Linked DNA regions of Mus musculus: region 1 is linked to region 2. The links are chromatin contacts, called in public HiChIP or PLAC-seq maps. All regions are on one chromosome and are shown on one strand. Each heading gives the region's core, a stretch centred on a gene start, on an enhancer-like site or on the middle of the called end of the contact. The rest is flanking DNA. Distances are from core to core; before and after follow the strand shown. Region 1 holds the start of 4732419C18Rik (RIKEN cDNA 4732419C18 gene). Region 2 has its middle 12 kb from the start of Gm35995.

What was found. HiChIP or PLAC-seq counts read pairs in DNA pulled down with a chosen protein or histone mark.
Region 1: a contact with region 2 is called in an HNF4G HiChIP or PLAC-seq map of pancreatic cancer cells. The contact joins the promoter of 4732419C18Rik here to the enhancer-like site in region 2. A contact is called at or near these places in 1 of 15 datasets of contacts at CTCF or cohesin (the NIH/3T3 cell line), 6 of 484 Hi-C or Micro-C datasets (the G1E-ER4 cell line, the N1E-115 cell line, bone marrow-derived macrophages and 2 more), 15 of 115 datasets of contacts at active chromatin or transcription factors (embryonic basal ganglia, embryonic fibroblasts, embryonic forebrain and 7 more) and 1 of 9 other capture datasets (embryonic stem cells).

The regions. Positions count from the first base shown.
Region 1 is chr8:123,751,533-123,755,632 of GRCm38.p6, reverse strand. 4732419C18Rik (RIKEN cDNA 4732419C18 gene) reads left to right here and starts at 1,405. Exons shown (of 3, transcript NR_166622.1): 1 at 1,405-1,575.
Region 2 is chr8:123,682,184-123,686,224 of GRCm38.p6, reverse strand. No RefSeq gene overlaps it. Among named protein-coding and RNA genes, the nearest start is that of Gm35995, 12 kb to the left of the region's middle. Within about 2 kb of position 1,259, at least 26 of the 459 cell types and tissues checked have an H3K27ac peak or open chromatin away from gene starts, as enhancers often do. A contact at or near this core is called in the N1E-115 cell line, intestinal villus epithelium and pancreatic cancer cells, where this site is marked.

The DNA.
Region 1 (4,100 bases), core at 156-2,655, 69 kb before region 2:
CAGATTTATTTATTATTATAATGTACACTGTAGCTGACTTCAGACACACCAGAAGAGGGCGTCAGATCTCATTGTGGATGGTTGTGAGCCACCATGTGGTTGCCGGGATTTGAACTCAGGACCTTAGGAAGAACAGTCAGTGCTCTTAACCGCTGAGCTATCTCGCCAGCCCAACATGCCAGTTTGGATAAACATACCAAGGGGTTCATTCCAGGGTTCCTGTGGGAAAGGCTCTGAAACTTTGATCCGTGTCTCAGAACAAAAGGAGTCATGCAGAAGGTAAAGAGCTGCAGCAAGATCTATGGCAGAGGGCTGTCTCAAATGCTCATGGCCCTCCTGTGGCTAGACTCCATCGGGGAGCAAAGAGCAACCAGAACCTGTCCTTCAACCTCAGGAGCCACCACCTGCTGCTTCTTACAGTCCTCTTGGAGTGTAGATTATCTTTCTCAGCCCCCTCAGCCCACAAAGAACAGACCTACAGTAGGGGAGCACCTGACCTCTGAGTCACACACAGACTTAGAAAGACTCGGCTGGTTTCCCTGCCCCACTTTGTCTTTGGGGCTGGTGGAGGAGACCTGGGCCCCGGTCATGGTGATTCATTTTGAGCTCCTTACCGGGCAGAGTGGCTCTCACAGTGACACAGGCTACAGGGTTGGCTTGGGATGGGCTGCAGTAGAAGGCCCTGCAGCATCTCTTCCTCGTCCCGTGGTGACTTACTCTACTAAAATCTTCTCTGAGGGCAGGGCCCGACCTAATTGTAAGTTGTCATGGAAGCATGTCAAGAGGAAGAGGAACAATGATCTGGTCCAGGCAGATGTGATGCTGAGGGAGTCACTGACATCACAGCCAAGGACCCCAGAGGGCTGAAAGCCTCGGGCACACTCAGCTGTGTCTCACTCCGTGGGAAACATTCCGCCCAGAGAAGAGGGTGTGGCCTCAGGTCCCCAGAAGCCCTTACCTGTCTGTCAACAGCGTCTCATCATCATATCCTCTGTGGGGTGTTTCTCATTCATTCATTCATTCATTCATTCATTCATTCATTCATTCTTCAGCAAATGATTGCTGAGAGCCTACCGTGTGGTGGCTGTTTTGCTCCGAGAGTAGACACACCGTCTGTGGTGGATTTGTATTGACGGACACTGTGGTAAACTGAGGCTGCACAGGAAGCCAGGTGAGGAATCCTTTTCGGGAGCTGACGCATACACTGGTCTGCACTTGATACAGATCTACACAAGAGATGGCGCGAGCAAAACGCCTTGGGGAGGTGAGAGTCTCGGTGAGGTTGGAGGACTGACCCGGAAGCTGTGTGTCAAGAGGGTGAAGGGCAGAGGGCGGCTACACAGGCCTGAGCTGCGGCTCGGTCTTTAACCACAGTGTGAAATCACTGGTGGATTAGGAACAGGAGAGAGGCTGATTTGCATATTAAAAAGATTGCCCAGCTGCTGGGTGAAGACTGCCTTTTAAAGGCGCAAAAAATAGAAATAGGAAGACCAGCTAGGGAGGGAGCGGCTCAGCAACGCAGACAGGAAATAATCACTGTTATTATCTGCAGTCCTCCAGAGGAGCTCACAGCAGGTAGGAACGCCGCGTGCTCGTTTGCGGAGTGAATTTTCGGAGTGAAAGGTACAAAAGCCTTTTCTGCCGTTCTGTCTTTGAAACTTCAGAGCAGCGCTGGGATGGATTAGGGTCGTGTTCTTGGGCTAAAATGAGTCTCCAAGGCACTGGTCCTAGGTAAGGTAAGGCTCTGTTGGGAGCTGAGAGCTTGCTTTTACTCTAGGCCTCCTGACCTATCTGGGCTCTGTCCATTCCTGGAACCCCCCTAGGCAAAGTTTCCCAGGCCAGAAGGAAAGAGTGCAGTGACAGAACTAGGTAGTCAAGGCCCAGAGTCCTGCTGACCAGAGCCTAGGTGCTAAGTTCTCCTGGTGCTATGCCTGTGTATGGAGAACACAGTATGATGTGGTCTGGCTTCCAAGAGCCTAAAATCTAACCAGAAACAAATGGGAGCCTCAATAAATAATTTAAGAACGTCTTGAAAATTAAAAGGCACACACACAAATAACTCTAGGAGGAAGCCAGGGTTTTTCCTCGGGACAAATGGGCCTGAATACTATTTTGAAGGCTGTGTTTTCACTTGGACCTTGATGGTCCCTGGGGCAGTTGCTGGCCTGCTAACAAGGTCACCCATATCATTTGATCCACGCTATACTGAAGCAGTCCTTACCCGCTGCCCGGCAAAGTCCTTCCATACTTAGTGTCTAATACAATGGCTGCTTTGTTGACCCCATGAGTTCTGTGCCTCAGGAATTTGGAAGGTCGGGAGTGGGGATGGCTGGGCTCTGACTCAGCATCAGCATGTGAAGCCTCAGTTTTGAATGCCACTGGCTAGGTGCCAGGACCCGAGACCCTCTGACAACTACATGCCAGGCGATCAGGCTGGGGAGATGCCAAGGCTGAGCTGAACCAGCTGCTCTTCAGTGTGTTTCTGTGGGGTCTCTCCATGGCCTGGGGTCGCCTCACAGCATCGGAGCTCCAGGAAGTTTTGCCTCAACCACATGAATCAGAGCTACTGAGACAGCAGAAGCCACTTGGCTTTTAGGTCCCACCTGAAGGCATCTCTACCTGTCGCTGCTGCAGCACAGCATAGCACAGTACACACTGGTGTGTGTGCACCCACATCAGGTGGCTTCCAGGGCCCTGCCACACACTGGAAGGAACGTCAGTGTTCACAGTCTAGTGAAAACCATGGGAAGGTTTAATGAAACCAGGAAATAAAACCTATGTTGGATGAGATGGCTCAGCGGTTAAGAGCACTGACTGCTCTTCCGAAGGTCCTGAGTTCGAATCCCAGCAACCACATGGTGGCTCACAATCATCCGTAATGAGATCTGACGCCCTCTTCTGGTGTGTCTGAAGACAGCTACAGTGTACTTGCATATAATAAATAAATAAATCTTAAAAAAAAAAAAGAAAAAAGAAAAAAGGCTCGTGTTGGATAGTTTATAGCTCTAAACCAGGGCCAGCAGCAATGTCTTTTGACAAGAAATGAATTTGAGCACAGAATTGTGCTGTGACATAATCAATAAAATGTTAATTGTTTAGCCCAGGGACCAGAGCACAGAAGTATTTGCTATTACTTGGAGGGGACAATGTGAGCAAGGCTGTTGTGAAGACAAAGGATGACAGCAGTCGAGATGCCTGACCAAAGAGCATCTGCGCAGATGTTTTCCGGAAGGTTCATCTTGGTCAGGTTTCAAAGGAGGAAAGGAAAATATTTACTTTGCATGATACTGCTTTTAAATGGATCTCTTCTTATCAAGGCAAGCCCATCAAGCCTTATGTTCGGAAGTACTTAGTGAGAACTAATAGTCACTATGTGCTTGAGATAAAAATAGAAAGAGGGCGGGGAGGGAGAGAGAGAGAGAAAAGGAGGGAGTGGGGGAAGAGAGAGAGAACTCTGGAGGAAGTGCCCATGGGAGAAATACCCAGGAGAGTGCGCCTTGGTGTCAGTGTTCCTGTGGTCTCCAAGGCTATCCACCTTCACAACTGACAGCAAGTTTCAGAATGGGTGACAAAAGGAGTAAATTCCTCTCAGAGGGAAGACATGATGCACGTTCGTGTGTGTGCATGCATGTGGTGTTTGCGTGCATGTGTGTGCACACGTATGCATTTATTTCACGTGTGTACCTGCCTTAGGTTTCTAGTGCTGTGATAAAACACTGACCAAAATCAACTTGTGGAGGAAAGGATTTATTCATTCGGCGTACATGTCCCACCCAGGGCATAGTCCATCAGGAGATGCCAAGTCAAGAAGCACCTGGCGAGAAGGAAAGCACAGCCATGTAGGATGCTGCTTGCTGGCTTGCTTAGCTTCCTCACATCCCCCAGGACTCCTGCCGGGGGGGGGGGGGGTGGCACACCCACAGAGGCCTGCATTCCCACACCGATCATTGACTTTTTAAACTTGCCCTACACACTTGCCTACAGGCCATGCAGCGAGAGCTCCTTCTCAGCTGACGCTCCTCTTCCCGGAATATGCCTAGGTTTGAGTGACGTTTACAAAAATCAATTGGCACCAAAAGAAAGAACAGTCTTGGTTGATT
Region 2 (4,041 bases), core at 10-2,509:
GTGTGTGTATGTGTGTGTGTGTGTGTGTGTGTGTGTGTAGAGCAGAGGACGACTTTCAGGATTCAGGTCTTGTCCACTATGTGAGTTCTGATCAAACTCAGGTTGTCAGGCTCTGTAGCAGGCACCTTTGCCTGCTGACCTCTCCCACCGGCCCTTATTTCAAATGTTTTATAAAGCAGTAATCAAATTAAGTTTCAGCACATAATTCATATGCCTACTAGAGCAATTATTTCTTCCATTTGTCTTACAGCTACCAGCAGGGGCAAAGAATGGCTTGCATTTTAAATGTAGTTGTATAATGGCTCTGAAAATCTTGCCTTTATGCAAAACAAATGTCAGGGGAACGGGCTCATCCATCCATTGCGTCCTGTTGGATTCCCCAGACCCCTGATGGTTTTGTCTGAAGGCTCAGCTCTTAGAAGTCCTGGGAGCCTCCCACAAGGAAATGTCCTTGCTTATCCTCAAACAGCCTGGCAATGATGACATGGTCTAGTCAGGGTGAGACCTGTCAGGGCCATGTGGCCTCTCTAGAGAAACAGAAGCTGAAGCCAATGGGTGGGAACGGTCCATTTTAATGGCGGGCGCTAGTCTGTGTCTGCTATAATCTCCAGGCCACTAAAACTAATGGGAGCTGTATTTAGATAATGAAATAGCCTGTGGCCAGATCAAACAGCAATGAAATTCATTAACTTCTCATCTAAAGAGGAGGAACAGCAAATTGAATTGCATATGCTAATGTTTTCAGAAGCAAAGCAGAATCAAACTGCAGGGGAAATGAGGTGTTTGAGATTTACCAGCCGAATGCCCATCTTCTTGTCACCTTCACATCCCACTCTGAGCCTGACCGTTGTGCTCAGTCGCAAGGGATCCCACAGATACTATAAAAAAAACCTTCATTGGGGAGTGAGGTGCTAGATCAGCCATGGTTGGCTCTCAGTCGCTCACGGGGGGGGGGGGGGGGGGAACGACGACAAAAAAAACAAAAAAAAACCCCAATGTCTTCCCACAGAGGAGGCTGCTGGATGAGTTTGTGGGCCTAACTTGAAGATGCCGTGTTTAGGTAACAGGGAGAATCGAGGAAGGACGTTTCCCAGCCTAGTCACCGGTTATCCAGGCACCCCCTATCTTTCACCAAGTGCCTACATCCTTGTGGTAAAGAACCCAACCCAGTAACTTTCCCTATGAAACCCAAACCCCAGCCAAGGCCACACTGGAGGCCAGGGGAGGGGCAGGATCCAATGAAGGGGACAGGCAGTCTCCGCGCCACTGGCCACACTGAGTCAGTCACTGTAAACATCACACACATTGCACAGGGTGGCACAGAGCCTAGCTGCCAGTTCTTTGAAGGCAGAAATGGTCAGAGAGCCACAGACTGAAGAAAGGAACACAGGCAGCGAACAACTCAAGAGAGGATCAAACAAGAGGAAAGAACCTACTGAACACTCGCCCCTGAGGTCTGTAGAGGGCTAAGGAAGAACGTCGGCTACTGTGCTGGAGCTCAGAGGTCACTCCTATCTGCCATTCATCTTGGCAGGTCTTGCTTCGTTCCAGGGAGCTCACGGTAACAAGAACACCACAGACTCTTTCAGATTCTGGTTCCTGACCCTTGAACACTATATAAATCACCCTCCGAGACGGAGCCAGCCTGTGCTGCTCTGCCACAGTGCAGCCTCTCAGTTGGCAAAGCTGGGTTCCTTACTGAACACACCATGTCACCCACTGAGTCTACCAAGAGTCCTGGCTCAAGTCTCAGCCCTACTGTGAGTGCCCCTAAGGACAGGGTCTAGTCTTGGATATACTCAGTTTGCCCTCACCCCTTGCTTCTATCAAGATGTAGTGGCCTTTTATAGCACACCCCAGATGTAATCTCTCTCCAGGGTAGACTTGGTAGGAATACAATTCATAAGAAGAGTTTTTACACTTTAGGATGATCCAGGCACTGGGCTGGGCTGAGAGTAAGCGGTGTGTTAAGAGCACTGACTGCTCTTCCAGAGGTCCTGAGTTCGATTCCCAGCAACCACATGGTCACTTTCAACTATCTGTCATGAGATCTGATGCCCTCTTCTGGTAAGATAGCTACATAGATAGCTACATAGATAGATAGATAGATAGATAGATAGATAGATAGATAGATAGATAGATAGATAGATAGATAGATAAACAAATACATACATAGATACATAGATAGCAGTTCAAATCCTAGTCCGGGAGGACCACAAAGGAGCCTAGAGGAAGCCCCTGGGCTCTGGAGCAAAGCAGTAAGGTGGGCTGACAAATGCTGGGCTCCTGCACCCCACTCCCTCAAGGTGTAGGTGTGCTGGAGCTAGGGGTGGCACTGGGCTGAGAAGGGAGCTCAGCTACCCCCTTGCTTTGTCTTCCCTCTAACTTTAGTTGATGAACATTCTCTGTGCCTGGTCCCTCCTAGCTCCGCTCTGTTCACCTGTGAAACACAGGCCTGATTTCGTTTGTCAGGCTGTGTTAAGACTGAGCGGACTAGCCTCCTAGGGACAAGAAGCTCTGAGTCCATGGGATCCTTCTGTGAGCGGAAATACTACGATCTTTTTCCTTCTTGATTTAAATAAAATTCTTATGTTTAAAAACTCTCCAGAAAGCAGCAAAGAGAGAGAGCGCACACAGCCTCTGGAACTCCCCCACCCCCACTACCCTAAATGTTAATATTTTACAACATCAGGCCACATGTTCAAAGTCAACAACAGCTTGGGTATGTCACTGCTGAAGGAGTCCACAGAGCATTGGCCTTCACTAGCTCCCTATGTCTTTCTTACATTTCAGGGTCCCCATTACCTTCACTTCCTAGGGTCTGTGACCATTTCTCAGACTTGCCGCGTTTGCTTTTGCGGGGGTGATCTTGACAGTTTTGAGGGATCCTGGGAAGACGTTTTAAAAATGTGCTTCAACTGGGCTTTTCCTATTTTTCTTGGGGACAGACTAGGACATAGACTTGGGGAAGACCACTGAGTCAAGCACCCTCTCATCCTATACAGCTTGCTCCTAACTGACTCAGAGGAAAGCAGCCTTGGCTAGTTAGTGGCTGTGAGGAGCTTTCAGGCGTCTCCCTCCCCCCCCCCCGCCCCCGCCCCCCGCCCCCCGCCCCCCGCCCCCGTAGCTGCAGAGAGAATATCTTGTGTGTTGTACGGATCCATCACCTGACGATTAAAAAGTTCTGTGACCTATAGGAAAGGGTAGACTCGAAGGTGGGACATCTGGGAAGCAGAAAGAATTCTGGGATAGAGTCAGGTACTGGAGATTCGCCCTGGAAGATGTGACAAGTTGGACGTACAGTGCCTAAGCACAGGTAACCAGCCACGTGGCAGAATGTAGGTTAAAGTAAATGGGTTATTTTAAGTTTTAAGTCTAGTCGGAAAAGAACCAAGCTGTATGGTCTAGGTATTCGTAAATACATTTTAAGTCTGAGTCTTATTCCTTGGAGCCTGGGGCTGGGAGGGAGAAACGGACCTAACTTTAGCAGGTAGCCCCTTGCACAGAGGGTAGCTCTCTGAGGCCAGGCATCCGGATCTTCCTTCATTTGCCTCAATGGAATCCTTTCTCCGGAGGGTTGCTGTCCCTGGGCCCTGTGGGCGGGGCGGAGCCCCGTGGGTGGGGCTGAGACACGTGGGCGGGGCGGAGTCTATGGGTGAAGCTGAGCCCTGTGGGAGGGGATGAGCCTGTGGGCGGGGCTTAAACATAGAGCAGCTTTGTTGGATATGCACTCGCTTCCCAAGGTCATGGTGAGTGTTCAATGGCTGCTGGAGAACTGAACCCGGGAGGCAACAGCATCACAGAGCAGTGCGTTCGTTCACCTTGCAAGGAGTGTATAATGTGAATAAGAAGTGGCCCTTCATTGGCGAGCCATGCAGGCCCTGTAGCTGCAGTTGTTGGCTAGCAGAACCAGATCCTTCTGGTCTGCTCTCCTAGTGGAAGGGCTGTGCTGTGCTGTGCTGTGCTGTGCTACGGCATGACTCTTTGTAATCTATAACAGAGGCGGGATGGGCAATCTGTGTGATGGATGCTCTGATGCAT